Regions from separate parts of the Mus musculus genome. Here regions 1 and 3 are each linked to region 2. The links are chromatin contacts, called in public HiChIP or PLAC-seq and promoter capture Hi-C maps. All regions are on one chromosome and are shown on one strand. Each heading gives the region's core, a stretch centred on a gene start, on an enhancer-like site or on the middle of the called end of the contact. The rest is flanking DNA. Distances are from core to core; before and after follow the strand shown. Region 1 holds the start of Ctsa (cathepsin A). Region 2 holds the start of Pigt (phosphatidylinositol glycan anchor biosynthesis, class T). Region 3 overlaps Stk4 (serine/threonine kinase 4).

The links. Promoter capture Hi-C pulls out the DNA fragments that hold promoters and counts their contacts. HiChIP or PLAC-seq counts read pairs in DNA pulled down with a chosen protein or histone mark.
Region 1: a contact with region 2 is called in a promoter capture Hi-C map of neural stem cells. The contact joins the promoter of Ctsa here to the promoter of Pigt in region 2. A contact is called at or near these places in 2 of 39 promoter capture datasets (erythroid cells and neural stem cells), 2 of 115 datasets of contacts at active chromatin or transcription factors (microglia and pancreatic cancer cells) and 1 of 9 other capture datasets (pancreatic islet).
Region 3: an H3K27ac HiChIP or PLAC-seq map of stem cell-derived neural progenitor cells shows a contact between it and region 2, with 5 times the contacts expected there. The contact joins the enhancer-like site here to the promoter of Pigt in region 2. A contact is called at or near these places in 6 of 39 promoter capture datasets (the 3T3-L1 cell line, the C10 cell line, cranial neural crest and 3 more) and 10 of 115 datasets of contacts at active chromatin or transcription factors (the SCID.adh cell line, SST interneurons, bone marrow-derived macrophages and 7 more).

Annotation. Positions count from the first base shown.
Region 1 is chr2:164,832,487-164,835,284 of GRCm38.p6, reverse strand. It overlaps Ctsa (cathepsin A), which reads right to left and starts at 1,512. Exons shown (of 15, transcript NM_008906.4): 1 at 1,435-1,512; 2 at 1,077-1,255; 3 at 854-965; 4 at 537-587; 5 at 361-447; 6 at 1-129. The coding sequence starts at 1,488. Neurl2 (neuralized E3 ubiquitin protein ligase 2) reads left to right here and starts at 1,689. Exons shown (of 2, transcript NM_001082974.2): 1 at 1,689-2,586. The coding sequence starts at 1,845.
Region 2 is chr2:164,496,096-164,498,878 of GRCm38.p6, reverse strand. It overlaps Pigt (phosphatidylinositol glycan anchor biosynthesis, class T), which reads right to left and starts at 1,354. Exons shown (of 12, transcript NM_133779.2): 1 at 1,122-1,354; 2 at 836-1,013. The coding sequence starts at 1,320.
Region 3 is chr2:164,107,165-164,110,294 of GRCm38.p6, reverse strand. The region is part of intron 9 of Stk4 (serine/threonine kinase 4); the gene reads right to left. Among named protein-coding and RNA genes, the nearest start is that of Stk4, 35 kb to the right of the region's middle. Within about 2 kb of position 1,539, at least 40 of the 459 cell types and tissues checked have an H3K27ac peak or open chromatin away from gene starts, as enhancers often do. A contact at or near this core is called in stem cell-derived neural progenitor cells, where this site is marked.

The sequences.
Region 1 (2,798 bases), core at 263-2,762, 340 kb before region 2:
GACCAGTACAGCCAAGGTGGGGATGTAGATGCCAGCATAGCTCTCTCCTGTCAGGAAAAGTTTGTTGTCCTTGTATTCCGGAAAGAGGCGGAAGAAGTCTTTAAGGGCTTCATAATTGTTCTCCGCCACCTGAGGATGCCAAGATGGAAGAGTCAGGAGACCCGAGGACGTTTAAGTTAGAAAGCGCTTCAGAGATAATGAGTTCAACCCATTTTATTTTGTATAAGAGGAAGTGGACTGGTTGAGTTTACCAGAGCACATGACAGGGCTCAAAGTGGACTCTGAGGCCATGCTCTCCTCCTAATCAAGCCATCTCTGGGGAAACGGGGAATGGGGCAGGTGGTCAGGCAACAGACTCACCTCTGTGTCATTGGTCACGTACATCTTGTCATCCGAGTAGGAGAAGCCCACCCCAGCTGGGGACTCGATATACAGCACGTTGGCAATCTAGGGGGAGGAGGGAATGAGCAGAAGAGGGGGTCCCCAACCCTTCAAGTACCCAGACATCCCTAAGAGACCCACAGCTCCAGGAGTACCAGGTTCCAAGCATAGGGGTTGTACTCCAGGGTGACACCATCTGGCTGGATCTGGGGAGGAAAGACAGAGAGGCCTGTGAGGGTGCCGGTTAGCAGCTGGGTGGAGAGAAAGAGCCACAGTGCGTTTCCGTATTCTCACACTCCATGAGAGGTACGGAAAGTTAGGGCAAGGGCCACCACATAAAACAGAATTGTTAAGGAAAGCAAACTTAGGCCACAGGTTCCTTCTCCCCTTCCCCTTCCTGCCTTTTCCTTGAGCTGTCTCTAACTAGTCTCCTGCCCTCTCTCATGGGGGAGGGGGATAGTGGTCAACTCACCAGAAAGGGGCCGTGCTCTGTAAGCAGCCCATCGAGCGAGCTGCAGCCGGGACCCCCGTTAAGCCAAAGCACCACGGGGCTGTTCTTTGGGTCGTTCTGCGACTCCACAAACCTGGGAAGGATAGGAAAGGATTGGTGTGAGTCCAGGTCCTGCCTGGGGTCGTTAGAATTCGCTCGTCCAGTTATCATGCCCTCCTAGGAACTTTAGGGCCAAGCCAAGCACCAGTAGTGGAAGTGCTTGGAGTCCGATGCTCTGAGGTAGCCGGAGTATTGCCGGAAAGAGGGCTGCTTGGCCAGGCCGGGGAGACAATCGATTTCATCCTGGTCCGGAGCTGCTTCGTTCCGGGACGCCCAGGACAGGAGCAGCAACAAGAGCAGTGGAGACAGCGCGGTTCCGGGCATCTGCAGGAGGAAGCATCGGTGGAGGATGTTTGTTTACCAGTCCCCCCAGATCCCTTGCGCTTCGGTGCAGCAGTTCCTGGGGAGACGATGGCGCACATCTCCGGGAGAAGCCCCCGCTCGGATCCAACTCCGGGCCACAGAGCCACCTTCGCTGCCCACCAGTTTGGGCATCTCCGTACCTCTGCTTCCTTGCGTCCTTGCTCTCCAGGAGGCGCCTTTGGACTGGAAGTCATGTGTAGCTCTGGTCACGTGAGCATCTGCATCACGTGACAGTTTGCTCATTGTTCACTTTTTTAATCTGTGGGCCTGAGGGTCGGGAGTGGTCAAAGTGCGTGGCCCTGAAGGTTATTAGTCAGGGTGCCAGAGATCAGGTGATCTTGGTGTTGACAGAAGGGTTCCCCAGGCTCCTGGGGACCCCTTACTGGTGACAAGCGAGAAAGCGGCGCTAGGACCCCCAGGCAGAGCTGGGGGAAGTTAGAGAAGGGGGAAATGCCTTACATGGTTCATCCACCCCGCCCCCGCGGTCACAATCTGAGCCCGCTGCCCAAAATAGCCCTTGGCATGAGCTGCCCTGTTGCACGGCTTGGAGATGGCTGCTCCCTCCGAACACGTAGGACTGGGTGGCCCACGGAGCCCTGCGCGCCCAGAGCCCCCTCCCACCCGCTTCCACCAAGTGCATGGAGCCAACATCCGCATGGACCCCTCAGGAACGCGAGCCACACGCGTGGAGAGTTTCGCCCACGGTGTGTGCTTCAGTCGTGAGCCCCTGGCCCCCGGCCAGGTATTTCTAGTGGAAATTGAGGAAAAAGAGCTGGGCTGGTGCGGGCACTTACGTCTTGGCCTGACCGCTCTGGATCCCGCCAGTCTGGCCGCTGTACCCGAGTTTTCACTGCCTGACTTGGTCAGCCTTGGCCACAGTTGGGTCTTCGCTATCACACGCCACCACAACCGTGTGCCCCGGGAAGGTCAACCAGAAGCGGAGGCAGCGGTCCCCAGTGGTCCCCAAGCCCTACTGGTTGAACCCTATCTGCGCATCGAGCAGTTCCGAATTCCCCGGGACCGTCTGGTGGGCCGCAGCCGGCCAGGGCTTTATAGCCACCTCTTAGATCAGCTCTATGAACAAAACGTGCTGCCTCCTACAGCGCGCCGAAGCCGCTTGGGTGTTCTCTTCTGCCCCCGTGAGGATGGGACCGCCGACATGCACATCATCATCAACGGGGAGGACATGGGCCCTAGCGCCCGGGGGCTGCCAGCTGCTCAGCCCCTCTACGCTGTGGTAGATGTGTTTGCTTCCACCAAGAGCGTGCGTCTGGTCCAGCTGGAGTATGGCTGTAGGTATCCCACCCCTGGAGTGACCTTCTGGTTCAGTGTAGGGACGGACACCTGCTAGGACCCCACAGCCAGCTAATAAGGCCTTGCAACTAGTTTTGAAGATGCACGGTCTGCCTTGGGCACCAGCTTGTGATTTTACGCACATCACACCTTGGCTGTGGGCCCGCCTGGTATATTCATCTCCCCTAGTTGACTGAGACACCCTGCAGGT
Region 2 (2,783 bases), core at 105-2,604:
TTCTACTCTAGGAAGATCACAGCAGCTACTGGGCGATTTTCTGTAGTTCACAGACAACAGCTAGAAACTTGATTATGCTTTAAAGTGAAACTCTTGCTTTATTTCACAAAGACCATCCTGTAGCCCACTGCTATCCCACAAATGTTTTGTTAGGCATGGGTATTGTTTGTTTTTTTTTAATACAAACAAATGTCTTAAAAACAAAAACAACACACCTAGTCTGCCAATTATCTGTGACCTTATATCCCAATAATAGGAACCAACCACCTACTCTTTGCCTCGAGAAATGCATGTAGTACCTCAGACTTGGAAGTTTTCAGGAGACGATGTTCACTCAATAATAATGTAATTTCTTCATGTTGTATGTGCATGCATACTGATGCAAATAGCTGTGAGGGCCAGAAATCAGCAACCAATGTCTCTTTTATTCCCTCTGTACTTTGTTTGTGTGTGTGTGTGTGTGTGTGTGTGTAGGGGGGTACTTCTGTCACTGATCTTGGAAGTCACTGATTCAGGCATACTGGCTTCCAGCAGTCCTGTTCCTCCTGTCTCCACCTCCTCAGTTATGGGCCTAGAAGCCGGCAGCAGCAACCCGACTTTTAATGTAGGTTCTGGAAAATGAAACTCAGGTCGTCAAGCTTGAGTAGCAAGCATTTTACTGACTGGGGCATCGCTCCAGCCCTGTAATATTAATCCTTACTTCCAAAATCAGTTTTAACTTGGTGTGACCGCTACCTACTGGAGTAGCAGATCCCAAGGCCAATGACAAGATGACAACACTTTGCCTGCCACACCCCCTCCATGGCCTGTGACAGGTGTCAAGTTAGGAACTCACTCGGTGACAGTGTCTTGGAACCAGACCCAGAGCTCTGCACCTGACGGAGCCTGCAGGAAGGGTGGCCCCCAGTATCGCGTCCTCCAAAAGCCTTGCGTGAACGACAGGTGGAGCTCCCGCAGGGAGTACTTGGAGATCAGCTGTCCCAGGGCTTTAGGGAAGAGCCTGTAATGGGACACTGAAGAAAGCAAGGCAGGTGAGCGGCGACCCAAGCCCCACCCCTGAGTAGCTCTCTTTAGGAACTGAGCAAGGTGCTGCAGACATTTTCCTGGGGTCCTGAACTCACCTCCTTCCCGCTGCAGATCCGAATCCCAACGCGTGCGGAACTGGAATGTGGCGGCCACGTCGCCGGAAGGCAGTGGAGTGATAACGAGCTCTTCTCGCAGGCTGTCGCGTGGGCCCTCCGCGCAGCCACAGCAGCCCCGTCCCACCAGCAACAGCACCAGTAACCGCAACGGCAAACCGAGCGGCATGGCAGCCGCCATACCTGCGGCCGCTTCCGCCTCCCAGCATCGCCCGCGCCCACCAAAGGCGGTCATCCAATAGGAAGCCGGATGAGAGAGGACTTCCGGCGCCGTCCCGGAAACCACTCCGAGGTTACCGGAGGGACACGGAGGTCCGTCAACAGATCGTGGATTTTGCCGACCTGGCCTGAAGGGGTGTGGGCGTGTGGCGGAGGAAGAGAGCTGGCTTGAGGGCCCGCGCACCTATAGGTGCTTTCACCAGCTAGGAAGTGCTCGATATGCAGTGTGGCCATCCCGGTACCAAGTGCTGCTATTACAGGCGTGAGGTAGAACCGTCCAGTGACTCTATTTACTTGGCTCAAAACCTAGCCCGCAACGGTGAGGGCAGAGCTGTCCTACCCCCTCCCTGTGGTCTTAATAAAAGAATATAATAAAATAAATAAGAGTGTATGGCAAAATTGAAAGAATTAGCAGCTATTAAACATGTTCCTCCAACCATGTAAATTAATTCCACCATTAACATGTTGCTATGGGTACACACCAACAAGCCCACTCATCTATTATAGCATTGATTCCATCACGGAGTAAATTTCACACATGGGTATTCTGCATTGTCAAAATTTAGTTTCGTTCAAAATTTTCTCATAAAATTACCTGGGTTTTAATTAATAAAATATTGTAACTCCAAATCTTACGGAGATATAGAATGTTCCTAAGAACTGGGGCTGGGGATGAAACTAACTCAGTGGCAGAGTGCCTAGTAGGCATGAGACCTTGGGTTCATACTCGACATAGCAATGTGTATTGGGAGGGAAGCCCTAAACTTAAAGTCCCACCTAAGGTCCCAGAAAATGGTCTAATGCCTCTTTCCTGTCAACATCTATCTCCAGAACACATTGTAGAGGCAACCAGTGTTCTTGTAATAGATTAATCTGTTCTAGGACTAAATGTAAATGACAGCATAGTATGAGGTTTTGTGTGTTCTTTCCTGAAAGGAATGATTTTGAAACCACATTGTGGTTTAGAGACAGAAACCATAGCTTCATGGGAGTTGGCTCTACATCCTTTCCTCATCTCTAGGGAAACAGTGCTGATTGGCCTCGTGTTCTCATGTGTATAAGGTTATTTACTGCTGTGCAGTGCTAACATTGTGTGGGTAAGCCAGTTTCTCCACTGGAGACACTCCATGGGCAAAGGAGTGCTTGGTAGTTTTGGTTATAGTAGGCAAGGATGATTATAGTCTGTACAAGTGGCTTTGCACACTTAGGTTATCATGTCCCTTGGGAGAATATTTAGGAGTAGGATGGCTGCAGCAAAGAGGAAGTGCAAGCAACTGTCAGACCTTTCTCCAAAGTCTGTCATTTTTCTATTAAAAACAGGAGAGTTTAAGGCCAGCCTGTTCTACATAGTGAGTTCTGGAACAGCCAACACTGTAGTGAGACTCTATCTCAAAACAAACGGACAAATTAAAAGCTCAAACATCA
Region 3 (3,130 bases), core at 290-2,789, 390 kb after region 2:
GCTCACGTCTCCTTCGACACGTCCATCTATCAGATCTCAAACTGATGGCTCTTCCATCCCAAACATTCATTTTCAAACTGTCACTAACTGAACCACAACTGTCAACCTAGCATTCTCTTAATTCTCAATATAACTTGTTTTAATCCAAGTAGTAATTAATTCTGTTCAAAGTATCGAAGTGGGCACAAGCCTACAATTTCTTCTGGGCTCTATGCAAAAATATTTGCAAAACAAAAACTCCAGCAATATCTCAATGTTTCCCTCTGTTTTAAACAATGAGCTATATAATATGATGCAAATGCATCACAGAGGGTCTGTTTTGTAGATTTGGTTTCTGGGTTTGTTTTTGTTAAGGAGCAGATGTATCTGGTCACTCATTTACATAAGTCATTATCCAAGTCTATATGACCACAAATGTTTGGATGTTCTTGAAACCACTAAGAACTGAGGGTTGTAAGATGCCCTCGAGCTCAGAAAAACTCTCTTCCTGGTAACAGGGCAACTGCATCTGTAGGAACTGACTTGCTTTCTAGACAGTGGCTCACAGCCATCTTAATGCTAATGAGTTGCATATGGATTACAAGAGAACTCTAGCTCAACATTTTCAAGGGCTCCCAACTAAAGCACTGGAGAGAGCCATCCAAAAAGATGCAACCTTCACCAATAAGGATGACCCATCCCTTGATACTGCATCAGTCTCCTGAGACTGGGTCAACTTTCCTGGCCAGAGGGTCTTGGCACACCCTCTTAACAACAATATCAAGTTAAAACCTCTTATCTGGGCACTTGATTCCATTTAGAAGCTGACTTAGCCAATTTTAATATTCAACACACCCTGCCTACCTTTCTGACGCTTTACAATCCTTCTCACGGGCTTGTTAGTCTTTTTCTGTAACTCACTGGGCTTTCATCAAGTGCTTTGTTATCTTCACAGCTAATCAAATCACTACCAAAGGCCATGATCTAGGGTATGTTCTACTCATACAAGGACTAGACAGTGGAGCGTGTACATACAGCACTGGACAGGAACGAGACACCATCGTACGTGTTTAACCTGTAAGGTTCTTGTCAGCAGTAAATGTTTCCCTTAAGTCCCTGTCCATTACACAGCTGTGACACATAGTACATCCTAGGAAATATCTCAGGGATTGTACTGAGTAGTTGTTTTTAACAAATACTAAAATTAACATTTCTTAGAGTAGACATACCTACAGAAAATCAACTTCTTTTCCTCATAGATCCATTTAAATTAGTATTAGAGAGTGCGTCTCCATTCCTCTCTAAGCAAAAGTCAGTAGCTCAGAGGAGCTGAGGGCTCTGGAGTTGGAGCACGGATGGACGAAGCTGACCTGCCTGGCTCTCCGCCCTTAGCCAGAGCTTCACTGGACTCACGCCTTTCTTCTCCTGCCGCTGCACCACTGTCCTCTGGGAAACAGAGGCCTCATGGCTACTCTTGCCTCTCCTTTGACTGACATGACCACACTGGAGGGCCTTACATTCCAAACAGCACAGGCCTTGAGCCGTCCCCCAGGTCACACGGAGATCTGGTACTCTCACATCCCAGTCTGTGGTCTGGCTGGGCTCCTTGAATGAATATTCAGGCCCCAAGCTCCTTGCTTTTTGGCTCATTCCAAAGAAATCAAGAATGTTAATGGCTTCTAAAGATAAAAGCCCAACATGTGGAGACAATAAGACAGACTGCACAACTGTGGAATCAGTCTCCCTTCTGGAAGGATGACCTTGAGCTATTTGTGAAAGTGCGAGAAAAAGTTTAAGCAGCAAGTCTGCTTTTCCATTGTAAAGCTCACCCAAGAGGGACCTTCTCATAAAATGCAGTCCACCACGGAGATTACCTTTCAGGGACGGACATAAAGGCAGTCGGTAATAAATGCCATAGTGTTAAGATAAAGAGTTTGAAGCCTTATAAAAGAAGGCTTAAAGGGATCCAAAGTCTGGCCTTCTTTAAATCTGCCATCTTGTATACTGAGCTGTTTAACTGGTTCTTAAAATAGCTATCATCTTATTGCTAGGGAATTTAACTCTCTCTCTCTCTCTGAATGAATGAATGAATGATTATAATGCTTTCATTTTTGAGCATTTAGACACTACGTATTTTATATGTATTTTATTAGTTTGACAAAACAAAACATAAAACCTGAAGGTCAAAGGGGGAATAACCTCCCTAAGGAGACTTCCCCTATCAGACCCAGAAATACACTCCAGGCCAAAGACTGATTCCCAAAATCTTTCCAGTATTTTTCTTTCTACTCTTGCCTTCCTTCAGCAAGACAACTGCAACAAAATTAACTGTTGTAGCTTTTCGCTCTGGGGCAGGAAACAGCCCTATTCTATCGAGAACCTTCCTATAGTGTCAATTCAGAGTGGCAAGTATAGGAAGCACCGAGTGCTCTCTGGTGAACTTTGAAGCAACCAGAAACTGGACAACAAGGCTGCTGTTGTAAGAGGAGTGCACAGCGCTTACACCCTCAGAACCATGCTTGCAAACACTATCCCCTACATCCGAGACTGACGAAGTCAGCATGTGGACCGTGTATTAACTGCACCCTGCAGACAGCTGCAGGCTGAGAGTGAATGAAGAACTTCCCTCTCACACTGCTCTGATGAATGCATATCTGACAGACAGTGTGAAGTCTTTTCAGTAAGAGCCTGGACTGTGGTCTTAAAGGAGGAAACAGAGCAACAGTAGACGGCCTCAGTCACAGAGCTTCCCAATCTTAACTATGCCGTCATGCTTTAAAGTTCTACTGCAAACAGATTAGTGTGGCTACTACTCTAAGGAGCACATTAGAACGCTGGGAATTCAGTGCAGATCCTAAAAAGAAATCATCTCACTCGCCTCAGGTCACAGGGCCTAACTGGAAAGGCCCGAGTCAAGGACGAGAACACTGCAAAAGCTATTGCGCCCCCCACCTGTGCAGGCAGCAAGCCTGGGAAGGAGGAGGGGCCAGCTGATGCGCTCCTGGACATGCCGCAAGCACTGAGAGGGAGAGCAGCCGGCTGGCATCGAGGCTTCAGCAGATAGGTGTCTGCTCACCATCAGAACCGCTGACTGTCAGCCCCTCCTCAGGGAAGGACTGCTAAGGTACAACTTGTGCAAACAAGCCCACTT